Regions from separate parts of the Mus musculus genome. Here region 1 is linked to region 2. The links are chromatin contacts, called in public Hi-C maps. All regions are on one chromosome and are shown on one strand. Each heading gives the region's core, a stretch centred on a gene start, on an enhancer-like site or on the middle of the called end of the contact. The rest is flanking DNA. Distances are from core to core; before and after follow the strand shown.

Evidence for each region. A called contact is a pair of places that touch in the nucleus more often than the background predicts.
Region 1: a contact with region 2 is called in a Hi-C map of muscle stem cells, with 2.3 times the contacts expected there. The contact joins two enhancer-like sites. A contact is called at or near these places in 10 of 484 Hi-C or Micro-C datasets (the 3T3-L1 cell line, cerebellar granule neurons, cortical neurons and 5 more), 3 of 115 datasets of contacts at active chromatin or transcription factors (the NIH/3T3 cell line, embryonic basal ganglia and embryonic stem cells) and 1 of 9 other capture datasets (adipose tissue).

Annotation. Positions count from the first base shown.
Region 1 is chr4:120,379,338-120,386,326 of GRCm38.p6, forward strand. All of the region lies in intron 3 of Gm36574 (a long non-coding RNA gene), which reads right to left. Among named protein-coding and RNA genes, the nearest start is that of Gm36574, 14 kb to the right of the region's middle. Within about 2 kb of position 1,559, at least 116 of the 459 cell types and tissues checked have an H3K27ac peak or open chromatin away from gene starts, as enhancers often do. A contact at or near this core is called in the NIH/3T3 cell line, adipose tissue, cortical neurons and 2 more, where this site is marked.
Region 2 is chr4:120,146,153-120,153,179 of GRCm38.p6, forward strand. No RefSeq gene overlaps it. Among named protein-coding and RNA genes, the nearest start is that of Edn2, 12 kb to the right of the region's middle. Within about 2 kb of position 2,584, at least 182 of the 459 cell types and tissues checked have an H3K27ac peak or open chromatin away from gene starts, as enhancers often do. A contact at or near this core is called in the NIH/3T3 cell line, adipose tissue, cortical neurons and 2 more, where this site is marked.

The DNA.
Region 1 (6,989 bases), core at 309-2,808, 230 kb after region 2:
TAAATAATGTTCTGGGGAAAGTTGGTTTGTACATAGTGTCAGTGAACAGCCTACATTCCCCTGAGTGACCTAAGCAGTCATTTAGGACAGCATCTCTGACCACAAAGCCGTGCTCAGTTTATAAAGGGGAAAGCAGGTAGCCCCAGAAAAGCTGCTGGAACAGCAGAAGGCATCAGCTCTTGGCTAAATGCTTTGGTTTCCTTTGAACTGGTGGGATAGTTAGGTTCCATCTGGCACTGGGTCCTTTTAATGGTTTGAATGAAAATGGCCCCCAAAGGCTCATAGGGATTGACATTATTTGAAAGGATTAGGAGATGTGGCATTGTTGGAGTGGGTGTGGCATTGTCAGAGAGTGTCACTGAGGGTGGGCTTTCAGGTTTCAAGTGCTCAAGCCAGGCCCAGTGGTCACGCTGTCCACCTGCTGGCTGCTGATCCAACTATAGAACTCTCAGCTACTTTTCCAGCACCATGAATGCCTGCACGTTGCCATGTTTCCTGCCATGATGATAATGGACTATATCTCTGAACCTGTAAGCCAGCCCCAGTTAAATGTTTTCCTCTATAAGAGTTGCTGTGGTCATGGTGTCTAGTCACAGCTCCATAAAAACCTTAAGACAGTTCATAGCCTTGTCTTGTCAGGATAAGAGTCAGTTGTATCCAGCAATAACTTGCTCATGGCCTAATCTTTTGTTAGTCTTTCCTTCCTGTCTCATGGGACTTTTTAGCTGTGTTTCTTGGGTCCATCCCTTCAGTAAACTGCTTGCATGCAAATCCTTGTTTCAGAGTTTGCTTTTGGAAACTGGAATGGAGATAAATAGAAAAGAACCATAGCTTAACCAAGATGCAACTTCCTTCCAGAGTGGTCCAGCCTTATGTAGTGTAGGACTAAGACAACTGCATAAAGTCTTCCAGTGCTGCCCCTACTCCAGCCAACTCACACATCTTTCAAATAGAAAGAAACAGGCCAAGGGCCAACACACTCATTTGCATTAAAGATGTTTCTCCAAGGCTCCTGGTTGCATTCAGTCTAGAACTACTGAGAGTGTGGCTTTATTCTAAGAGGCCATGCACCTAATTAAAGGATAGATTTTATTTGCTAAGGAAAGTGAGGTTAGGTACTGGGAAGCAAGTAGCATTGTATGGCCCTAGCAGCTCAGGGATGCAGGTTGGAAAGTGCTATAGAGGGGTTCCGGAACGGAGGGATTGCCAGAGAAGCAAAATTAAAGCGGCAAAGACTAAGACTTTTGCAGGATTAAAGGGGGATTTGAAATGCATACTCAAGGATGAATGAGAAAAAGAAAAGTAAGTCTACACTTTGCCTGGTGAAGCCGTTCAAGGCCACACTTCCTCATTCTTCATGTGGATGCCCTGTGCTGAGCCACTCAGACTCTTGAGCAGTGACCGCTGACTTCTCAACTCTGAGCTCCATGATGTCCTACGAAAGCTTGAAATCAGCCACCACGGAGAGAGACTGCACATTATCCTCAAACACTACAGAGCTCCCCACTGCTGAGAGCACGAGGCTGTGTTGCAAGAGTGAGTCACTGGCTGGAAGGCATGAACTCTCTGGGATGAGTGTGGGATTTGGAAGCAGTGGCCTTGGTTGGAGCCAACTCTCAACTATATCCCGTTGGGAAATGATTTAACTTCTTCCACTCAGTGTGATACAAAGCTAGGTCTGAGAGGGTGGCTGTGAATACTTCGTCTGCCAAAAGTGTGCCTCCCCCTTCCCAGAAGCAGAATGGCCTGACTCACGGTCCCCAGAGACCCTCCCTTCTTAGAAGCAAAAGAGTGAAACCTCTGGCTACAGATTTCGCCAGGTTCCTGGTCTCTCCTCTTCCTGAAAGGTCTCTACCGCCACCTATTGTTCATCATTTGTTTCTGCAGGCCAGCCTTTCTGGGGAGAATTGCTTGCTCCTGAAATGGCCTTAAGAAGAGCACTCAGCTAGATGGAGCCAAAGACACATTAGCTGTCCTAACAGTCACTGTCTGGCCTGTCAACAAAGCCTGCTCCCTGTTGCCCTCCAGCTCCCGCTGTGTGCCAGCCTTGCTGTGCATCCTGAGAGCAGAGGGCAGAAGGCAGGGACCCGTGTCTTCAGCATTCATGCCCCTTCTGGTGCAACCATTCTAATTCAGTCCTTAAGATGCAATGTGCCCTTATTCCTTATCTGGAAAATGGAAGCTGAAACCAGGAAGTAACATTCATTTAAGGTTACTAAAGCTACTAGGTGAGCAATTGAAGTAAGATTTGGTTTTAGAACCTCTTTCTACAAGTCCAAGTATCTAAAAAAATTATTATTATCATTATTATTATTATTATTGTGTCTGTGGCATGTGTGTGCACATGTGCTTATGTACAGCACACAATATGGAGGCCAAAGGACAACTTGCAGATATCAGTTCTCCGCTATCTTGTGGGCTCTGGGAATTGAACTCGGATTGCCAGGCTCATTGGTAAGTGCCTTTACCCTTTTACCCCGTGAGCCATCTCTCTGGCCCAAGTCCAAGACTGCTCTTTTCCCCACAATTGCATCTATCACAAACTAGGCATTGAGATGCGCAGTGGGTCTATGTATTAGGCTCTTTTAAAATAAGGAAGCAAAGAGGTCACTAAGCAGGGTCAGGAGACCCACACCCAGGGTCACATTGTCTCATTAGAACTGGCGAGTAATCTTAGTGACCCTCAGTGGTATTCAACGTCACCAGGAAAAAAGGACCGGGTCAGATGGTCTCAAAGGTTACCATAAACATGTGGTTGTGACCTCCAAAGATACTGGCAGGATAAACCAGTCTTTGTTATTTCATAGATGTGCCACCATGGGCAAGTTATTCATCTTGGCATACATTTTCCTCTCTTCAAAAATAAGAACGTGAAAGTCTTCATCTGAAAGAACCTCTGCAAACTGTTTAGTTCCTAATAGATGGTAATTTGTGTTCATTTAAAAAAAATACATTGGGCCTGCATGCTACTTAATTCCTTTTGTTAAGCCACCGAGACTGACCACGTGAAAGCCTGGCTCACTACAGGCAGGGCTGTGTTAATTCCTGCAAGGTAAATCTGCACCACTATTGCACACAGAGCTGCAGACAAAGCAGCTGTTGAAGTCATCTGTTTGACATGCACATTCCTCATAAGATCACCAGGATTTACAATGTCAATAAAATTTGACATTCTTAAGACAAAGCGATCCCCAAAGAGCATTGTTCTACCCTAAGTTTCATCGTTTATGATACCTTTGCTATGTGGAAACTTAAATCCTAAACTGGGCTATTACTGTGAGGTCCAGTTTGTGAAGCTGGGACTACACTAGCCAGTACTCACAAAGACCCTTATTGTGTGCCAGGTCCTAAGTAGGTTTCCATATAACTAAGTTAACAAATGCAGTGTGAATTAGCAAAGGGACAAGATACTGGCTCCTCCTGGATCACAAATGACAGGTATCAGGCTAGGGAGATAATTTAATAGACAAAGTACCTATCTTGAAACCATAATGACCTAAGCTCTATCCCCAGAACCAAGATAAACAAGAGCCCGTGTGATGGCATGTGTTTGTAATACCCGATCTAGGGAGCTGGAGATAGGTGGATGGAGCTCTGGAGCTGCCACCAGCTAGCCTAGCCCACTTGGCAAGCTCAGGCCACTGGGAGTCCCTGTCTCAAAGCACTACGACCACAGATAATACAAGATGAAAAATGAAAAACAACAGCCGTGAGTCCATCTTCATGACTGCCCAACATTGCCTTTACATACTTGGAGATTTGGGCTCTACTCTAAAATTTTCTTTGCTTGGTAGGTGACATGATGATAGTGTTCTTCTGACCCATACCTCCATGGTCATGACATCTGAGATTGCATGGTGAACTCATACTTCAGACATCTTGACACTCCCCACCCCATTCCTTAGCAGGTCCTTTCTCCCAGACCATCTTCTGGCAGTGTTTTGTCTACTTTGCTAGGTTTACTTAGATACAAATGTGATGTCATTAGTATCTGCTTTTCACCTCTACTTGATAACTGTCCTCTAAACACAGACAGGGCTTTCTTCTTCTTGTTGCCTCCAAAACAAAGCACAAAAACCTGCTCAATAAATGTGTACAGAATTAACCCATCAAATGTACCAGAAATCACAGGCTTTACACAAATCTAGGCTTGCCAGATGAGGGAAGAAGAGCTAGCCACTAGGAGACCTTGTTGCTGCTTGTGTCTCAGGTTAAGCTGCTGTGTAACTGTAGAGAAATTGTATCCCCTCTCTGGGCCTGAGACAGTTGAGCCATATCATTTCTTATATTTTGGTTGTGAGTCTAGCCTTTAATGGCTGAACTCTCTCTCCAGCCTGGACCAGATCATTTCTAAGGTGTGCCTCAAGCTCCTCTCGAGGCATGGTCTTGAGGGACCCCTGCCTCAGGCACTTGGGCAGGCAGAGATGGAGCCACTGGAGGAAGCAGCTGGGAGCAGTGGCTGAAACTGGCCATCACCCAAGGGCAGAATGGCAAGATATAAGGCTGAGATGATGGGACTCCACTACTGGGAAGTGTAGTATGTCAGCTACTGCTACTGCTGGGCAACCAGGCCAGGAGACCTCCGGGTACCCAGAACCCTAGTGGGGGAAAAGCTGGGAAAACAGAAAAGGCAGCACAGTCCCGAGACAGCCATTTCCACCTACCAGACAGCCATTCGTCCACACACCACACTTCCTCATCCACCCAAGTACTTCTTCTCAGGTGTCCCGAGTGAGGAGCTCTGAGGGCATTAGAAGAAGAAACTGAGGGGTTGGGGGCATAGCTCCAAGGTGTAGCATTTTCCCAGCAAGTCGGAGACTCGAAATTCCATCCTGTACTGGGGGCAGGGCTGGGGAGAAACAGAAGAGGAAAGAAAAGAAGGGAGGGGAAGGATGGAAGGCAAGAAACGGAGGTGTAAGGGAAGAGAGCCACCTGTTCTCAGGCACACTGGGGAGTCACTAGAAAGCCTGCAGCTCAAGACCATCACCCTCTCAAACTCCACAGAACTGTGCTGATGAACATGGCTGCGAGTCAGAGCCTGGACAGGGTGTGCCAGACCAGTCAACAGCAACAGCACTTCCGGACCAAGAAGGAAGACTTAGGGTGTTCCTGGACTTTCTATTGACATGTCCCCTGACACTGGTTTGTTTGTTTGTTTGTTTGTTTGTTTGTTTGTTTTTAGACAGGGTTTTACTATGTAACTGGCCTGGCCTTAGACTCAACAGAGATCCACCTGCCTCTGGAGAGCTAGGACTAAACGTGTGCACCACCACGGACCTGGCCAGACTCTGTCATTTGTGCAACAGCATGAATTGGAAAAGCCACTCCTCCATAAAACAGAGACAAAGGTCTTCCCAGAGTCACCATGGGGCTGAGATGTGGTGAAGTGTGCGATTGTGCCTAAGACCTCAGCTGATGCCGTGGGAATATGGAGGAAAAGGTGGCCATGCCAAGGGTTTGCTGGCCCAGCACTCATGGCCAGGCTGCGGGATCCTCCTAGGGAATATTCAGGAGTTCACAGAACACCAAGACAGATAAAATTGTTATTATTACAATACATAGAGACAAACGATATCATCTTGTAACTGCCTGAGCACTGACAGGGACCAGAACACTGGTCAAGATTATTAAAACGATCAAACATCTCCTCCCCTGAGCAAAAGGGGTGTCTCCAGGGCTCTACCAATTACAGCTTCAGCCCTGCTCCAGTCTTCCCTCTCTTAGATAAAAATTAAAAAGACCACTAACTATAGAGTTACCTCCACCCTCTGCCAGCACACGCTCCCATGGTGTGCCCTGGCCTTTGTACAGTGTGGGATCACGCAGCTTTGACTACAGGATGTGTTTCTGGGAAGCCTTGGTGTGAAATGTTAGAAAAGATTTAAATGGTAGATGCTCATCCCTGTGCCATATAATAATGGAGGAACAGATAGAAACTTGCACATATACACTTTTTTTTGGTCACAAGATCTTTTCTTTAGATTATACAGAGTGGGTAAATTACTAACCTGGGGATTAGAGACATGGAGCCCCTGGTCTAACCAGTCTCTAGCAAAATCTGGGCAATCACTTCCATGGGCAGGAAAAGAAAGCAGGACAAGGAGAGGTGAATATTTGTAGGAACCTATCTGCCTGCCAGTCTGTATCATTGATTCCTCCGTGACTACCCTGGAGGTAGAGTACTATATCTGTCTCCCAGCTAGGAGACAAGGAAGTAAGTCCACAGAGTTAAGTGTGGAGGACATGCCAAGCAGGACTGTGCCCTCATTCCCTGCCTGCTCTATCCAGGCTGTGAGCACCTCCACACCCAGAAAGAAGGGATGAGAGAGCTGGCCCACCCTTTCCAGGCAACCCAACTGCCTCAATGCAGCCTCCCCCGGCCCTATACATAACCCACAGGCTAACAGGTAACACTGTTCTGAGGACAGCACCCTTGTCCTTCATGAATTCTCACTCTGTAAAGAAACTGGGTCCAGAGGAAGTGAGGCCCTGCTTCTGTCTGGGTTTCCACCAATGGGAGGGGAGCCAGTTGCTTCTACTTTGTCCAGTGTTAAGGGAAGGCCTAGCGATAGCTACATCAGCCTTGGTGTATGACTCTCCACTGTAGATGTCAGCAAATGCTACAGACAGGATTCCTTTGTCCTTTTTTACTTTGGGTTGTTAAAAAAGGCTCAATTTTCAAACATTTGCCAGCACACCATTGGCTTCTTCTCTCCACAGGAGAAGGGATAATAAGTATGAGTGGGGTTGCTTGGGAAGAACTCCTGTCAGAGAACAGGCAAACTGTGAATTTTCCATTAATATTCATGTGGTCTGTGACTGTAGGTATCAGAACCACCAGAGGATCCTAGTGACAATGTTTGCTGGGCTGTTCTGAGCCAGGAGCTTATAGAGGGGGACCCTGGGATCTGCATTTTCTACCAGGTCTCCTAAGATGATACTTTGGTGTCTGAGTTTGGTTGTCACAACATTTTTTATCCACTCTGTCA
Region 2 (7,027 bases), core at 1,334-3,833:
TCTCGAGTGCTAGGAATTGTGCAGGAGGTGGGGCACGTGCAGACACTTGCTCTAGTCTTACCTGTCACCCCGTGTCCTTAGGTCTTGGAAGTTCATGGGGGCTCAGAGATCATCAGCCCCTGCTTGAAGCAGATTACAGATTCTCTTCAACTGGGGGTGTCCTGTGGCAAGACCCTAGCTAGCTCCATCTCTGGGTTGCAGTGGCTGGGTCTGAGCAGAAACAGGATATGCTATGTCCTTACCAGGGAACCAAATGAGCTGTGAGCAAGAGATCTGCAGGAGAATTGCCATTAACACAGCATTGAATGTCAAGGGTGACGGTGGTATAGGGGTCACTGTAAGTCTGGTATAGGCTAAGGCCAGAGGCTAGGACTGAGCCAACAGCCTATTTGGTACTAAGACTTTTGTGCCTGCAAATTCCCATAGTGCTCACAAAAGGGAGCACCCTATTCCCCATAAATGGACATATAATTTGAGGGACAGAGAGATGCATGGGTTCATAAAGCTTCAAAGACCCCAGAACAGGCTTGCCTTGGGTACCCCACATTAAGCCATTGTACTGGCAAGCTCTGCTTCTGTGCACAGCTCACACCCTGAGAGGTTTGCAAGTGAGGCCTCAGTCTGGTTGACAGGAGAAAGATGCTGTCCTAAATGCAGGGACCTCAGGCTACAAAGAGAACAGGGGCCTCCAACTTCTATGGCACCACCCTGCCCAGGATGTATCTATGTGTAAGACCATAGTAGAAGGAAGGATGTGAGGAGGGAGAGAAGATAATGAGCAAAGCTAGGGATGTAGCTCAATTGGTAGAGTGCTTGCCTGCCATGCACAAAGCCCTGGGTTCAATTCCTAACACCACACTAATCAGGAATGGTGGGTGGCACATGCCTATAATCCCCATCACCCAGGAAGTGGAAACAGGAGGTTCAGAAGTTCTAGGTTATCTTTGGCTATATAGCAAGTTTGAGACCAGCGTGAGGTATATGTTACCATGTCTACAAATTAATTAATTAACTTGATGCATTAAAAAAAAAAAAGAAGAACAACCTGGGCTGCACCCAGGAAGTGGAAACAGGAGGTTCAGAAGTTCTAGGTTATCTTTGGCTATATAGCAAGTTTGAGACCAGCTTGAGGTATATGTTACCATGTCTACAAATTAATTAATTAACTTGATGCATTAAAAAAAAAAAAAAGAACAACCTGGGTTTGTAAATCTGAGACCAGCCTGGGCTAATGAGATAATACTGAATACACATACACACACACACACACACACACACACACACACACACACACACACACACACACACACCACATACCCCGAAATAAGCTAAGCACTAAAGTGAACAAGGTTACCTCCGTTTCCTCCTACAGAACTTAGTCTGAGAGAAACAGAAACCAAAGAGTTTCAGAATTCATTCCAGGATGTTGGAACAGCCCCAAGTGGAGCTTTGGGGTTCCTAGGTGGTGCGGTCCCCATGAAGACCAGCTCAACTACAGAGTTCCTGATGTAGCACCTTCAAAGATGACCTCCTGCAAAAGCCCCCAGGCCAACTGAGGCCCTGGGGCTCCAGCCAGCTTTAGGGAAGTTTGTCGTGGTGTCAGGAAGCATGGACGGGGGTGAGAGAAGCAGGAGCATATTGGAGAAATATGCCGTCCAGAAAGCCTTCCCTGCAGCCCACCGCCACTCGACCTGTCCCCTGCAATGCTTGCAACCCACACGCTAGACCATCTGGTTCTGCCCTCAAGGATTCAGGGATGGGTAAGGCAAAAACTCTTGTAAAATATAAAGGCAAGTGATGATGTACTCAGGGCTGCAGGGACCCTGGCCCAGACATCGCTGCTCCATCTCCGAACACCTTGCCCCCATCCACTGGAGCCTCAGAACTCCCACTCCAGGTGCCAGAGATGAAAACGTGAGCAGTATGCATCAGCTTGGAGGGTCCCTGGGTCATTCCAGCCCAAAGAAGGATCCATATCCAACTGAAAGAAGGAGCCCAGATTGCCCTGGGTTGCTAACTGCTGTACCAGAACGTGTGTGGTCTAGGCTTCATCTCTGATCTGAGCCTTGATATCCATAGACTGCAGTGTCTACCACTCAGAGTTGATCTGTCATCAGATGACACTTCGTTTAGAAAGACCCAGTCACGACCTAGTACACAAAAGACCTTCTGTGTGGCCATCAGTAATTTGCAAACTTCTCAAGGCCCTGCACCCCTTACCTAATACAGGAACTGAGGCAGGGCAAAATAGCCAGGTCACACCTTTTGCCTGCAAGACATGCCCAGGCCCAGGGAAGGAAAACACCAGCCACGCTGGGGGCAGGGCTAGGGAAGGCCTCATCCCTGCTACCTCCTCCTACATCAGCCTCCATGTGTGTTCCATAGGTCCCAGATCACCTCCATGAGCCACTGAAGGATTCAGTCCATCTGACTATCCCATTAGGCAGGGATGGAGGTCAGGGGGAAGCGGCTTCTAGGTGATTCATACAAGGACTTGCGTTGTCTGCACCATTTAGGGACTAGGTACCACAAGGCCTCCCGGGGGGCTGGGCCTGAGGGGCCCTCACAGGCTCCAGCTCCTGGCGGCGGCCCTGATCCGGGTGCACGTGGCTGCGGTGCAGCCTCCCGGTGATGTCAGGCCCACCGCGCCCCGGCCCCGGCACGTTCGTCCGCTGGCAAGCCGGGAACAAAGCGTCCTCCGCATTCCTGCGAGCTGACTCACGGCCGTCACGTAGCGCGCCGCCGCGCGGCTTTGCCCAAAATTGGTGGCAAGGCAAGGGCGGGCCGAGCACCACAGCTGCCACCTACTCGCAAAGCCATGCTCGCTGGACCGCTCGCGCCCCCAGCACGAGGTTTCCCAACGCGCACATCGGAGGGAAATGCCAGTGTGGGCCCTGTGGCTTGGGATGCGAGGGTGGCAGTAGGTGAGCCTCTGCGGGAGGCCCTGCTTCTTATGCAGCCTCGGTTTCTCCATGTGAACAATGGAGATAAGCCCCTGAACAAGGTTGCAAGGACCTGGCTTTTCTCCCTAAGATAATACAGTCAGAGGAAACTAAGGCTGAGATTGGAGCCCTGGTTGTAAGGTTTCAAGCTTAGCATATGTCCCCTGGAGCATGAAGCGGGCTCCCTCTCTCCTATAGGGGTTGAGGCAGGTTGGAGAAGGCCAAGGCTATTCCACCTGTTCTGGTCCCTGGCTCATAGCTGTCAGCCTCAGGGCGCCCTCCAGAGGCTGTGGGAGAAGTTGCAAGCACAGTACTGGAGGAAGGAACAAACCTTGGTCTCCTGGGTTATGTGGTCTTATGCTGAGCCACAGAGAGAAACTGAGTTAAGCTCGCTTCTCTTTTCAGGCAGAGGGCAGGAGGATGGGGCTTAGGGCAGTCGGGACAGTAAGACCTGGAAAGTGAGGCCATGGGATTTGGAGTTTGGAGCCAGCCTATCGTTCAAAAGATAGAGAGGGACCAGAACCCAGTTGAAAAGGTAGATGTGGTGGCATGAGATTATAATCCCTTCACTACTGCACAGAGATCGGAGGGGGAAACAAAAACAAAAACAAAAACAAAAACTGGGAGATTGACAGGAAGCTTGAGGGCCAACTGGTCTGAGTCCACAAAACAGGAGGAGCAAGCAGACGTTGCTTCAACAAGGATCAAGAAGAGAGCTGACCACAGAAAATTTTACCCTGACTTCCACACACATATACCCAAACTCAAGATAGATAGATAGATAATTCCCATGCCCTGAGACCATCATAGGAGGTAGCCTGGGCTACTCTTCTCAGGCTCTGTGGTCATCCACTTAGAAGGAAGTATCTCACCTCCTCAGAGCTGGACTGGATTGGAACCCCCCTGGCCTGCCTTCCCCCTAGCCATAGACACAGTCCCCTGCCCTCCCTCCTACGGTCTTTTGCTCCAACTTGATTGCACGAAAGCTAAGTTCTGGACTTGATGTTCAAGACCCTGGTAGCCTGCTTTCTCTCCACTAAATGCCATGAGTGATGCACCCCTCTCCCAGGATGCTCCATGTGCCCTCTGCTCAGACTTTGTGGCCCTGTTCAACTGTCTCTCCTAAATAAAGGAAAGTGCCAAGAATCCTCAGATGGAAGCACTGACAGGCCCTCTGAGCCTCTGGCTCCTGATGCACTTTCTTTTGGCCAACACAGACACACTACCCAGCCCCTGGTCACAGGAAAGTACTGATGTCCCCGGGGGTCTCTTTCCCCAAGTCCCAGAGACCACAGGTCGAGCAGAGTGGGCTCTGTTTGTTTACTGCACTGCAGACAGGACCTCAACCTCAGAGCCAGAGACCCTTCCCTGCTGTGTCTGGCTGTGTTGACCCTAGCAGCTGACGGCCTCTATGAACCTCATTCCCAGGACACACCCTGTCCACTTCCTGAGGCTATTTAGAAGATCAAATGAATGAAGACAAGGAGAGTGCTTAGCACGTGGGCACAGCTGCCCACACAGTTGTCATTATCACCAAGTCATTGCTCTGGACCTCCCTTGTGCCCGAGGCCTGGGTTTCAAGGCTGGGCAGTGGCTGATGAACTCAGAAGCAGTCTCAGCCCCTGGTTGACTCAGGCTGAGGATGTCCCAGAAAAAAAGTGGTTGCTTTATGGTCAGCATGAAACCAACAGGCCCTCCCCAGCCCTATCCACCTACGGGGTCTCTTCAGTGCCTCTTATCTGGGGAGATAAAGGCCATTTCCCCTTGGAGAAGACTCTTTTCAGCTGTCTGCCTGGCCTTGACAACAGTTTCTCTGACCCAGACCTGGGGAAGACTGGACAGAGAAGGCAGAGGCCTCTGGAGGATACCAGGCATAGTTTTCAGGTAGATTGATGGGCATGCCCACTTTATCAGTCCTTGGAGGAAGAGTGTCTCTCTCTGTCTCCATTATCTAGTCCACTGTGAGGTAGATCGATTTAAGAAGTGGATGAGTCACCCCACTTGGGAACTTGAAGTATGAGCTGCTGAAGCCAGGGTGGTCAAGGCTGTTTGCTATGCCCTGGCCCTCTATTCTGCGGTGGCTCCTGGGAGGTGGTGGGTGTCCCTCTCACTCATTCAATTCTCCTCAGCTCTGACTAAGGACCAGGGCTTGGATTAGAGTCCTTGGGCTTTCTGTTCCTTGGGTGAAACCATTGGACTGAGGTTGTCCAAAACTCAGAGAACTTGGGGATGGGGAGATGGATCAGTTGGTAAAATGCTTGCTGAGCAAGCACAAGAATCTGAGTTTGAATCTCCAGGACCCATGTAAAAAAAAAAAAAAAAAAGGAAGGGAGGGAGGGAGGGAGGGAGGGAGGGAGGGAGGGAGGCAAGGAAGAAAGCCGAGCATTGTGGTACACTTTCAGAATTCTAACACTGAGGAGACAGAGACAGGGAGAGCCCTGGGACTCATTGGCCAACTAGCCTAGCCCAATCAGCAGGCACCAGATCTCAGTAAAATACTCTGTCTCAAAAACTAAAATAAACAACAAACACCAAGGGTTGGTTTCTGATCCATACAGATGTGTGATAAACAGAGTGACAGAGGGGGAGAAAGAAAGAAAACAGCACACATATTAACGTACTCTCACACATACAACACACACACGAAAGAAGAAAAAAAAGCTTTCATAGTCCCATGACCCATAAAGGTATCATTATATTTCATCATTGTATGCCACCTGGTCCTATACCAGTGTCTCCCAAGTCAGGCAGGATTTGTGAATTCCAGCAATGTAAGACTTTAGTGAACCTGAAAGGAGGCTCTCTGGTCTCATGGACAACCAACCCCTGGTTATGGCAGCTAGGGAGAGAGTGCGCTTGTCCTGTTAGGTTGCGCCCACTAGGCCTGCCTGGGCCTAAGACTCCTTGCCAGACCCAGATGAGCGTGAGGTCATTGGGCCATCCCAGCTCCCTGTCTGATCTCGCTGCCGTGACTCAGCTTTGCCTTACCCAAACCTCCTCCTCCTGGGGGACCCCAACAATGGCCTGGCCTGGTCTGTGCCACACACAGCCTACCATCCTCCACTCAGGACCTCCTCCCTGAGTCACCGCTCAGCTCACCATCCATCACAGTATGTAAACAGCCTCCTCCCTTTCCCCAGCAAGCTCCCAGGATTCCTAAAGGTTTGGGGTCAAGTTGAAGGATGGCAGAGTCTTCTCTTGCTGCCTCCAACCTCAAGATTCAAGGCTGTCATCCTGGACATGCTCTTGGGGACTTTGTGGAACTATCAGAAAAATCTAAATTGAATTTGAGAGTTCCGGTCAAGAGTGCCCACTGAATTGGACTCAAGTCTCACTTCTCTCTTGGCCGGTTAATCACCTTGGACCAGATTCCTCATATGAAAATAAGGCTGACAAAGCTGCATCTGTTATACATATGATGGCACTTGCTGGGATGGTGGCTAAAAATGCAGGCTGTGAGGCAGGAAGACCTAGAACCCATAAGCCACCTTCGCTGTCTGAGTCTTGGGCTTCTCATCTGTTAGACAAGAGTAACAAGAAGGACCTTTTTTTGTGGGACAGGAAAAAATGGAACAACACAAGCAAAGCACTTGGTGCAGCGTCTGGCATGTGGGATGTGCTCAGAAGCAGGAGCTGTGGGGACAGAATGCTGGCCACATGACAAGGCCACGTTGGACGCTCTGGATGAGGTGGAGGGTAGGTGATTGATACAGTGTCTTATGATAAAGGGATCCTGAGAGCAGGGGTTCTGTAGCGCCCTCTACAGGCCAAGTTCTACACTTCCCTCCAGGGGAAGGCTCTCTGTAGATGTCTTTCTGTGCTGCATCCAAACTTATGATTTATGGTCCCCAAGGCACCCACTGAGCCCTCTCTTTGTAGCAGTCAGAGCTGATGCTCAGACAAGACAAGGGGCCTGACTTCAACTTCTACAACTGGAGTCTTAACCTACACCACAGACTCACGTTATCCTGAGCTTAGCCCTTCAGTCTCCCGGACACTCGTTGGGTAACTTACAAATCTCACCTGCCTCAGGAAGGCTCATTCATCCCCAGTAGGCACTGACCAGAGTTGTCCTTGGAACACTG